Linked DNA regions of Arabidopsis thaliana: region 1 is linked to region 2. A link is a contact called in public ChIA-PET data. All regions are on one chromosome and are shown on one strand. Each heading gives the region's core, a stretch centred on a gene start, on an enhancer-like site or on the middle of the called end of the contact. The rest is flanking DNA. Distances are from core to core; before and after follow the strand shown. Region 1 holds the start of AT2G26500 (cytochrome b6f complex subunit (petM)). Region 2 holds the start of PEX10 (peroxin 10).

What was found. ChIA-PET counts read pairs in DNA pulled down with a chosen protein or histone mark.
Region 1: a contact with region 2 is called in an H3K4me3 ChIA-PET map of shoot, with 10 read pairs. The contact joins the promoter of AT2G26500 here to the promoter of PEX10 in region 2. A contact is called at or near these places in 2 of 26 Hi-C or Micro-C datasets (root and seedling) and 1 of 2 datasets of contacts at active chromatin or transcription factors (shoot).

What each region holds. Positions count from the first base shown.
Region 1 is chr2:11,266,950-11,271,351 of TAIR10.1, forward strand. AT2G26500 (cytochrome b6f complex subunit (petM)) reads left to right here and starts at 3,133. Exons shown (of 2, transcript NM_128207.6): 1 at 3,133-3,318; 2 at 3,415-4,125. The coding sequence starts at 3,421. The coding sequence ends at 3,798. AT2G26490 (Transducin/WD40 repeat-like superfamily protein) reads left to right here and starts at 908. Exons shown (of 1, transcript NM_128206.3): 1 at 908-2,801. The coding sequence starts at 1,086. The coding sequence ends at 2,483.
Region 2 is chr2:11,218,509-11,222,577 of TAIR10.1, forward strand. It overlaps PEX10 (peroxin 10), which reads right to left and starts at 1,999. Exons shown (of 11, transcript NM_001336059.1): 1 at 1,727-1,999; 2 at 1,597-1,628; 3 at 1,432-1,521; 4 at 1,255-1,349; 5 at 986-1,175; 6 at 822-891; 7 at 673-751; 8 at 450-583; 9 at 1-198. The coding sequence starts at 1,907. The coding sequence ends at 89. AT2G26360 (Mitochondrial substrate carrier family protein) reads right to left here. Exons shown (of 6, transcript NM_128193.5): 3 at 3,973-4,069; 4 at 3,813-3,891; 5 at 3,493-3,726; 6 at 3,008-3,418. The coding sequence ends at 3,095. AT2G26355 (a long non-coding RNA gene) reads left to right here and starts at 2,200. Exons shown (of 1, transcript NR_140673.1): 1 at 2,200-3,027.

The DNA of each region.
Region 1 (4,402 bases), core at 1,883-4,382, 50 kb after region 2:
TTAGGAGTCCAATAGGTCAGATGTTCGATTCCATGTGAATGCGGATTTAGCATCATTATTTTCTAACGAAACGACGTCGTTTTGGAAGCTCCAAAACGTCCAAAACGACGTCGTTTCGATTTAACAGAAATTTCTAACAGAAGGTTAACCCCGTTAACGGAAATTTAACGACGTGCCCAAAATGACCAAGTCAACGAAACTTGACAATTTTTTTAAAAAGTCAAACGAAACTTTGTGATTTAAATGACAATTCGAAAGTTCATGTTTTTTTCGTCCCAAATTTGAAAGTTCGCGCATTTTTTGACATTTTTCCCTTTTTTTATCATATTTTTTATTAGTTTTTTATTTAAAGACACCCACACATAATGATCAATGTGGATGCTCTTACATGCCTACAAAACAAACCTATTTTATAGTTCTTCTTTGGGTTTTCAAATGTTCTTATAATAGAGATTGTGTATAGATTGAGCATTATCGATCCAAATATATAAAAAGAGAAAGAAAAAAATATATATGATTTATACCCATTCATTGTTTTATAATGATCGGTAGACGTTGAAAACCCAAAAATGATAAAATTAGTAGTAGCTAATTGAGTTCTAGAAATAAGGTTTGTAAACCTCATTAGTTTTTTTGACATGGGATACGACTTAAGACTACTAATTATTAATTGTTCTATTTCTGTTGACACTTATTTTAAGAGGAAATCGACCCTGTTTCTATTTTTAGGGAAGAAATAAATAGTAAAAGATTGCTAGGAGTTAGAATATTAATTTTGTAAGATGTTAGATGTGAAGTAACAAAAGAATGCCAAATATAGATTAAGTTGACGGACACGGTGGTGAACCAATGAATTTTCACATCAATAATCAAAAAAAGGTTTAACCAATCATTCATCTATTTGCTTCCTGCCACAACTATATTTGCATCACCCCATTGTTCTTAAGCTAAAACCAAACCCCTTTCAATCTCAAATCTAATTTTAAATCTACCTTTTCTTTTGTTTTTTTCTCTCCTCACAAATTACTCAATTTATAGTTGTTAATTTTTTGAGGAGAACAAGAAGGTGGTAGTATTATTTCAAAATGTTTACGGAAGCTGATAGCATTCCTAGGGCAAAATATGCCAACATGATGCATTCTGATCCGAATCTTTCCTCCACGATGACCCAACAAACAGAGGAAGAGTACGGTATACGCAATAGCAGTGCATCTGCGGTTGGCACGGGGATGTATGATAGAATGAGTTGCGAAGGTTCTCCAATGATGATGTCTCCTTGGAACCAAGCAACTCCATTTACTCAAACACAATGGTCTACTGTAGAAGAAAACCTACCCCAAAATGGCCTTATTGGCTCGCTTGTCCGTGAAGAAGGTCACATCTATTCATTAGCGGCCACAAAAGATCTTCTTTATACTGGCTCTGATAGCAAAAACATACGTGTGTGGAAGAATCTAAAGGAGTTCAGTGCATTCAAATGTAACAGTGGATTGGTTAAGGCCATTGTGATTTCAGGGGAGAAGATTTTCACAGGTCACCAAGACGGAAAGATTCGAGTTTGGAAAGTCTCCCCTAAGAACCAGAGCTTGCACAAACGTTCTGGAACATTACCAACTTTGAAAGATATATTCAAGGCATCTCTCAAACCAAGAAACTATGTTGAGGTGAAGAAACACCGCACTGCTCTCTGGATCAAACACGCCGATGCTGTTTCATGTTTAAGCCTAAATGATGAGCAAGGGTTGTTGTATTCTGCTTCATGGGACCGGACCATTAAGGTGTGGAGGATTGCTGATTCAAAATGTCTAGAATCAATCCCAGCTCATGATGATGCTGTAAACTCGGTGGTATCAACAACGGAAGCGATTGTTTTCTCTGGATCAGCCGATGGGACAGTCAAGGCATGGAAGAGAGACCAACAAGGAAAATACACAAAGCATACACTAATGCAAACATTAACAAAGCAAGAAAGCGCAGTCACAGCTTTGGCTGTAAGCAAGAATGGTGCGGCAGTGTACTTTGGTTCGAGTGATGGTTTGGTCAATTTTTGGGAGAGGGAGAAACAGTTGAACTACGGTGGTATTCTCAAGGGCCACAAGCTTGCTGTTCTTTGCCTAGAAGTGGCAGGGAGTCTTGTTTTTAGCGGATCTGCTGATAAGACAATATGTGTGTGGAAGAGAGATGGAAATATTCATACATGCCTCTCTGTACTAACAGGTCACACAGGTCCTGTGAAATGTTTGGCAGTAGAAGCAGACCGTGAAGCCTCCGAACGTCGGGACAAAAAATGGATTGTATATAGTGGAAGCTTGGATAAGTCAGTAAAAGTATGGGGAGTTTCAGAATCTTTCATTGACATGAACCAGATGAGTATGATGCAACAGCAACAACAGCAACATGTTATATCACATTCTGAACCATTCATGTCTGATGGCAGTTTCTCTTCATCAGCTGGTGGAGCTAGCAGCCATCGAAGACACTAATCATGGTTTGTGATTTGACCATCAAATACCAACTGTGTCTGAATTATTCATTTGTTTGTTGTTAAATTTGAATGGAAAGAAAAAGAAAGAAAAATCTAGTTATGATGCAGTGTTGTACAATATGGAGGTGAGTTTGAACTAATTTTTTCTTTTTCTTTTTTATCATAAAGGTTTGTTGTAATTTTTTTATATTTTGTGATGAAAACCTGTAACTCTATCAAACTTCATAATAATTAATTTTGTTGTAAACTTAGATAGGAGTTCATGCATTTCATAAGCGTTTTCTTCAAATTTTTACTGTGGTTAATTCAAAAACAAATAATCACTCAAGTTATATTCTTTCAAAAAAATAAAAATTAGTAGAATATTTAAATAAAAATTTTGTTTACGTGTCTTTTATTATATTACAGTATATTTTAAAGTATAATTATAAAATTAAGCGGCATCAATAAACACAAATTTTAATTTTTTTTTTAATATTTACTTGTCGAATGCACATTAAATTAAAATTAAAATGATTCATATTCATATGTCTATATATATAACTTATAACAAATTATATATATATGTTAACATAGATAATTATTAATAAATTTTCTCTCATAATTTATTTAGAAAAAGAAAAAAGAATAGAAATTGAGTAAAGCGATGAGAAACGTGTGTTCAGAGATATTTGATAAAAAGAAGTAAATCCATCTCTGGCCGTAATTGGCTGTGGCAGCCACACCCTCCTTATCCAAAATCTCCTCCTTCCTTAAAAACAATCTTCTCTTCTTTTGCTTCTCCTTTCTTTGAGTCGCTTCACTTCTCTTGCATCCTTCAAACTCATCCACAGGTAATAATATTAATCAACCAATCAATAATCTCTCTTCCAACTTCTCTTCCGATCATAACCATTTCTTGAATCTGTGAATCTTGTTTTCTTTTTCAGCAAGGAATGGCGACAGCAGCAGCACCAGCAGTGATTTCATGGACAAGATCAGGCATTGTGTCCAAATCCGGACAAACCCAGAAGAAATCTGAGATGAAAGTTTCTTACATAACTGGACTTAACTCATATGGTGGTCTCAAGGCACAGAACAACAAGGTTGTCTCAATGGGATCACCACTCTGCACAGAACAGTGTTTTGCTAACGTTGTGATGTCTCTCAAAGGAAGAAGAGGTAATGGAGGAGCCTTATCCACCACGTGTAACGCTGTCGGAGAGATTTTCAAGATTGCAGCAATCATGAACGCTCTTACTCTTGTTGGTGTTGCAGTTGGATTCGTTCTTCTTCGAATCGAAACTTCTGTTGAAGAAGCTGAAGCAGAGTAAATAGAGTAAATTGCTGCTCTTATAATTATATATTTTTGGTTATTGTTGTTGTCAAGCTTTGGTAAAACTTGATGGATACATGTTACATTTGTTTATGAAGAAGCTCTTTTCTTGGTAGATGAAAAAATTGGGAATCCTCACTAATCAGTAACTCTGCATCTACTGTTTTATCCATGCCCTCCATTGCTTCATATATCTCTTCATATAATTTTTTTGTGAAACTTGCTTTAGTGTTGAGAAAATGAACGAGATTGCTTTTTATAATCTACTCCTTTTCCTTTGGACATCATAGGTGTTTACATTGATTTTATTAGGTGAGAATAATCTTGGTTTGTGAGGTAGCCATTCCGGTAAAGTGTTTACATGAGATAATTAAAAATCATTGCTGTTGCATTTTTAATGAAACTCTTAGCACGAACATTATTACAGTTAGAATACTAATCGTTAGTTGAGTAATATGAGGGAGCATCCAGGATCAAAAGCATCTTGATTGAGTCCAAAAAAGTTGACTCGAAAAAACACAAACTGGATGATGTCATTAACAAAATCCCTCATAAAGTACTACTAGAAAACTTAGCAACTTTTTCAGACTAACGGGCGAGTA
Region 2 (4,069 bases), core at 749-3,248:
AAGTATATTATTACCTATTGTCCTTTCCCAATAATGATCACTATTCAAGATATTAGCCATTACAAAGTAACAGAAGTTTCTAACTTATTTATAAATATTTTACCTCCGTTGAAGTTGAATCGGAGGTAGACCAGTTTCCCTTTTCAGCTTCCGAAGTTATCAAATTCCCCTCTTCATTTAAAACAGGTAAACCTCTCCCTGCAAGAACAATACCAAAACTATATTACTGTAATGTGAAATAGGGTGATGCATAACAAGCAGAATATTTCAGCCTATGTTATCTTCTCTCATGTATCTTTCTAACAAACTTTTACCATGATGCCAATTTAGACCATAGTTTATTGAAACTATAGTACTGACAATCTAACATATATATCCTCCACAAATATCCGTAATGTTGGGAAATTCTAGATTATTAACATTCATAATCAAGGACATGAGAGCCAGACCTCCTGAAGTTTGATAAGATCCTATAGAAGCCTGCTGAATGGAGCTAGTGATAGATGACAAATTACTCCGACGCAAGCCCTCAGCAGCAAGGATGCACAATTGGATTAGAAGGAAAACCCCAAGAATTTGGTATCTGCTCAACAAGACTTAAGGGAGTTCAGTTACTCTGTGATAGTAAAAGTCAAGAGTTGCAAGTGTAAAAGAAGACAAAAAAATCATTACCTAGGTCTCTGATTCAGTTGCTTTCCTATGAAAACATAACGAACCCCGGATGCACGTTTCGATATATGATAATAAAAACCTGAAAAGAAACAAAGGTTACTAGTTCAGAACATGCTCTACATGAGTTAAATATTTCTCACAAAATTCACCTTCAAAGTAGAAGAGCATCAGATTGGCACGCAAAACCAGTTGTAAGACTTCGCGGGCAACAGGAAGAACCTAAAAGGCACAAAACCTTGTATAAAACAACATTTGCTACGCAGAAAACAAGTGAACGAACCATGGAAAATTAAACGTGAGGGGTATACATTACCACAGGCCATCGCTGAATAGCTCGGTGCCACGATCTCATAAGTCTATCGTTTAACCTAGATACTACAGAAGTTGAAGTTTCAACTTGAGATGAAGATGGAAGATCTATCATTCTTGGTGAGTGGATATGACTATCACCAAAAAACTCATCAGACTCATCAAAGGTGACTGCTTGCGTAGCAGCTCGAGTGCTGTAGACAATTATATCAATATCAGCGGACAAGATTCAAATTTTTCTTTGTAAAACAACAATAAGAAATGCGACGAAACCTAATTCTCTCTGCGATATATGGAACTGCGGTCTGGTACAATATGAACAAAGCACGTCTAGCTGGTGTAGGAGAGAGTCCATAAGGCCCTGCAACCTATATTATATCATTCTACATCAGAAGGTAAAATGGTTTTGTAGAAGCACACTTAAGGAAGATTGTATAAAGTAACAAAAACCTGTATAATGTCACAATATTCCTCTCCTAAAGTTTGTTGCCCTGAACCTGTCGTAAGAACATAGTAAAGCATCTGTCCAAGTAGCTTCATCTATCCAAAAACAATAAAAACAAATAATCAAAAATCTCATGGAAACTCAGACAAATATAATTTAGTGTATATTACCTCCTTCTGGTAAGCAAGAGCGATTCTTGTACCTAAGAGTGATAAAAATTAGTTATTAATTGGACAATAACGATGAAGCAATTAAAGTAGACAGTTGTTGTTGTTTGGTTTGGTGTCGGAAAAATTGTACCGAAAAGGTGTCGGAAGGCATCGCGGCAAGCTTCGTGGATGAAAGAAGCGTATTGATCGTCTTTCTCAGCAGCTCTCATAATCTCCGGCTGAGCTGCTAACGGGAATCGTCTGATTCCGCCGTGAAACCCGCTCGAACCGGGTTCATCCTGACCCGGACCCGAATCCCCATTAAGCCTCATCGTTTCTTTTTTTTCGTGGATCGATGAACTTGCCGAATGATGTTTTTTATTCGGCCTTTGATATTTTTTTTTAATTCAAAGGAAAAATAAATATTTGCAAATGTATCGATGCCATTTATATATGAGATCAATAATATTTTATTAATTATAATCTTTTTAATTATTTTTATGATCAAATATTTGTCTATATTAAGCAGTATTTTGTAATAGTCAATCGATTCGGGTGAGCTGATTAGTTTTTTAGAATACATGATGTTAAGTAAATTATGTTAAAAATAAATCCGAGCAAAGTGTTTCCATAATTAAATTATTAAAGGAGATATTAACCTTGACGAAAACTTTCTCTCTTCTCTCTCAAAAACTTTTGAGAGAGAGAGTTTGTTTTTTTGGTAAAGTCCGATCGTGATCTCATATGCATGTTCTATCCTCGCCGTCCGGTTTATCCGGCTCCTGTCCAGCATCGACTAGCTTCTAAAGTAGTGTTGGCTGGCTTATGTCTGGCGATTTGCCGTCTTGTTTACGGTGTCTTCGGCCAGTTTTGGGTTTGTTAAGTTTTTTTGTTTCAATAATCTCATTAGATCTGAGTTGGTGATGATGTTTTAGGTGTTGTGTCACTTAAAGAATGGATTTCTCCGACTTGTTTCTTTTGAGCTTTTGGTTTGCAGAAATCTTTCCAGAGACATAAGGAAAGAAGAATCTTTCGAAGCATATTATGATTGCCTTAAAGCTGTTAGTTTCTTTTTGGAGTTTCGATTAGCTTAGCAACGGTGACAAACAAAGGATTCAACGACCGATTATATTTCGGCGATAATCTTCTCACCGAAATCGATGCTCAACGGCGAAGGTTGATGTCGGAAATCTTTCGATTACTCATCCAGCATGTGTCGTGGTTGTATCCAGTTGCTGACACGTGGGCTTAGGTGGAGTACAAACAAATTTTCTTATGCAGTATGCGGTTATCCGATAGGCTCTTGTTGGGCCTCAAATATTTCTGTAAACTTTTCGTGGGGCTTTTAGTGTAGCCCGTGTATGATCGGGTTACGTTTAATACAATACTACACTTGAGAAAAAAAAAAAGAAGTAAATTATGTTATTTTTGTAGAATATATTTTTTTTTCTCAAGATTTAGAATACATAAACATGAAATAAATTATTATAACACAAAATGTTGGTCTAGTTTTCCAATCTTACTCACTATGCACTGATTGATTCAGAGGTGTGATCATAGCCTTTTGAAGAAGTTCATAGCCAGCTAAGTTCAAGGCTCCGAGAGGAGCAGTCCAGAAAAACCTTGGAACAGCTCCTTTGTAGAAAGCAAGAGGACCCTCATGTGTGAGAATTGAATAAGCAGCCATCAACATCGACAATTCCACGCCTTGTGGAGCCGTCATCATTCTTGTTTTAATCACATCGAATGGCGTTGTTAAAACTGCAGTGAAACCACCGGACAAGGCTCCAACCGCGATGGCTTCCCACGGCTCCAACTCTCTTCCTAATTGTCTCTCCACCACCTGTGAAACTCAATCGCAACCACGTCTTATTAATTACACAAAGACATGTCATTGTTCTGTTCTATCATGATTACCTTCTTTGATTGGTTGTAAAGTCCCATGCCAGCAACGTAGAAGGGAACCTCACGTAGAAGGGTAACACCGGTCCCACGAAAGAGTCCTTTGAGCCCTTCTTGATGCCAAGTCGAAACTGTAGCTTCCACTATGTTATCAAACTGGTTGGCTTGTAACCGTTGTTTCAACACTTCACACGGTATTCGCAACGTTGTCCCCAATACCGTACCAATAAAAGACGCGATTGACTGAACCTAAAATAATCAAGAAGCAAAAAAATTCAAAGAACGAAACATTATGTAGCAATAAAGTTGGCAATGAGCTTTTTACAATTACTAACTTGAATATCAAGAAGAGTAGGAGCAACGAGCGGTAACGCAAGTTTACTTGCTTCATATATACTTGTTCGTAAACCATGACTGAAAAATGTTTAAACAAGAGATGAAATCATGATAATGCTTATAACCAATAACCACAAGGCAAAGCATAAGAGATGAAACCTAGCAAATTGACCAACAACAGCCGGAATCGAGCCTTTGTATAAACCTCGAGCACCAATCTCTGGAATCTTTGACAATATTTCGAGAAACGACAATG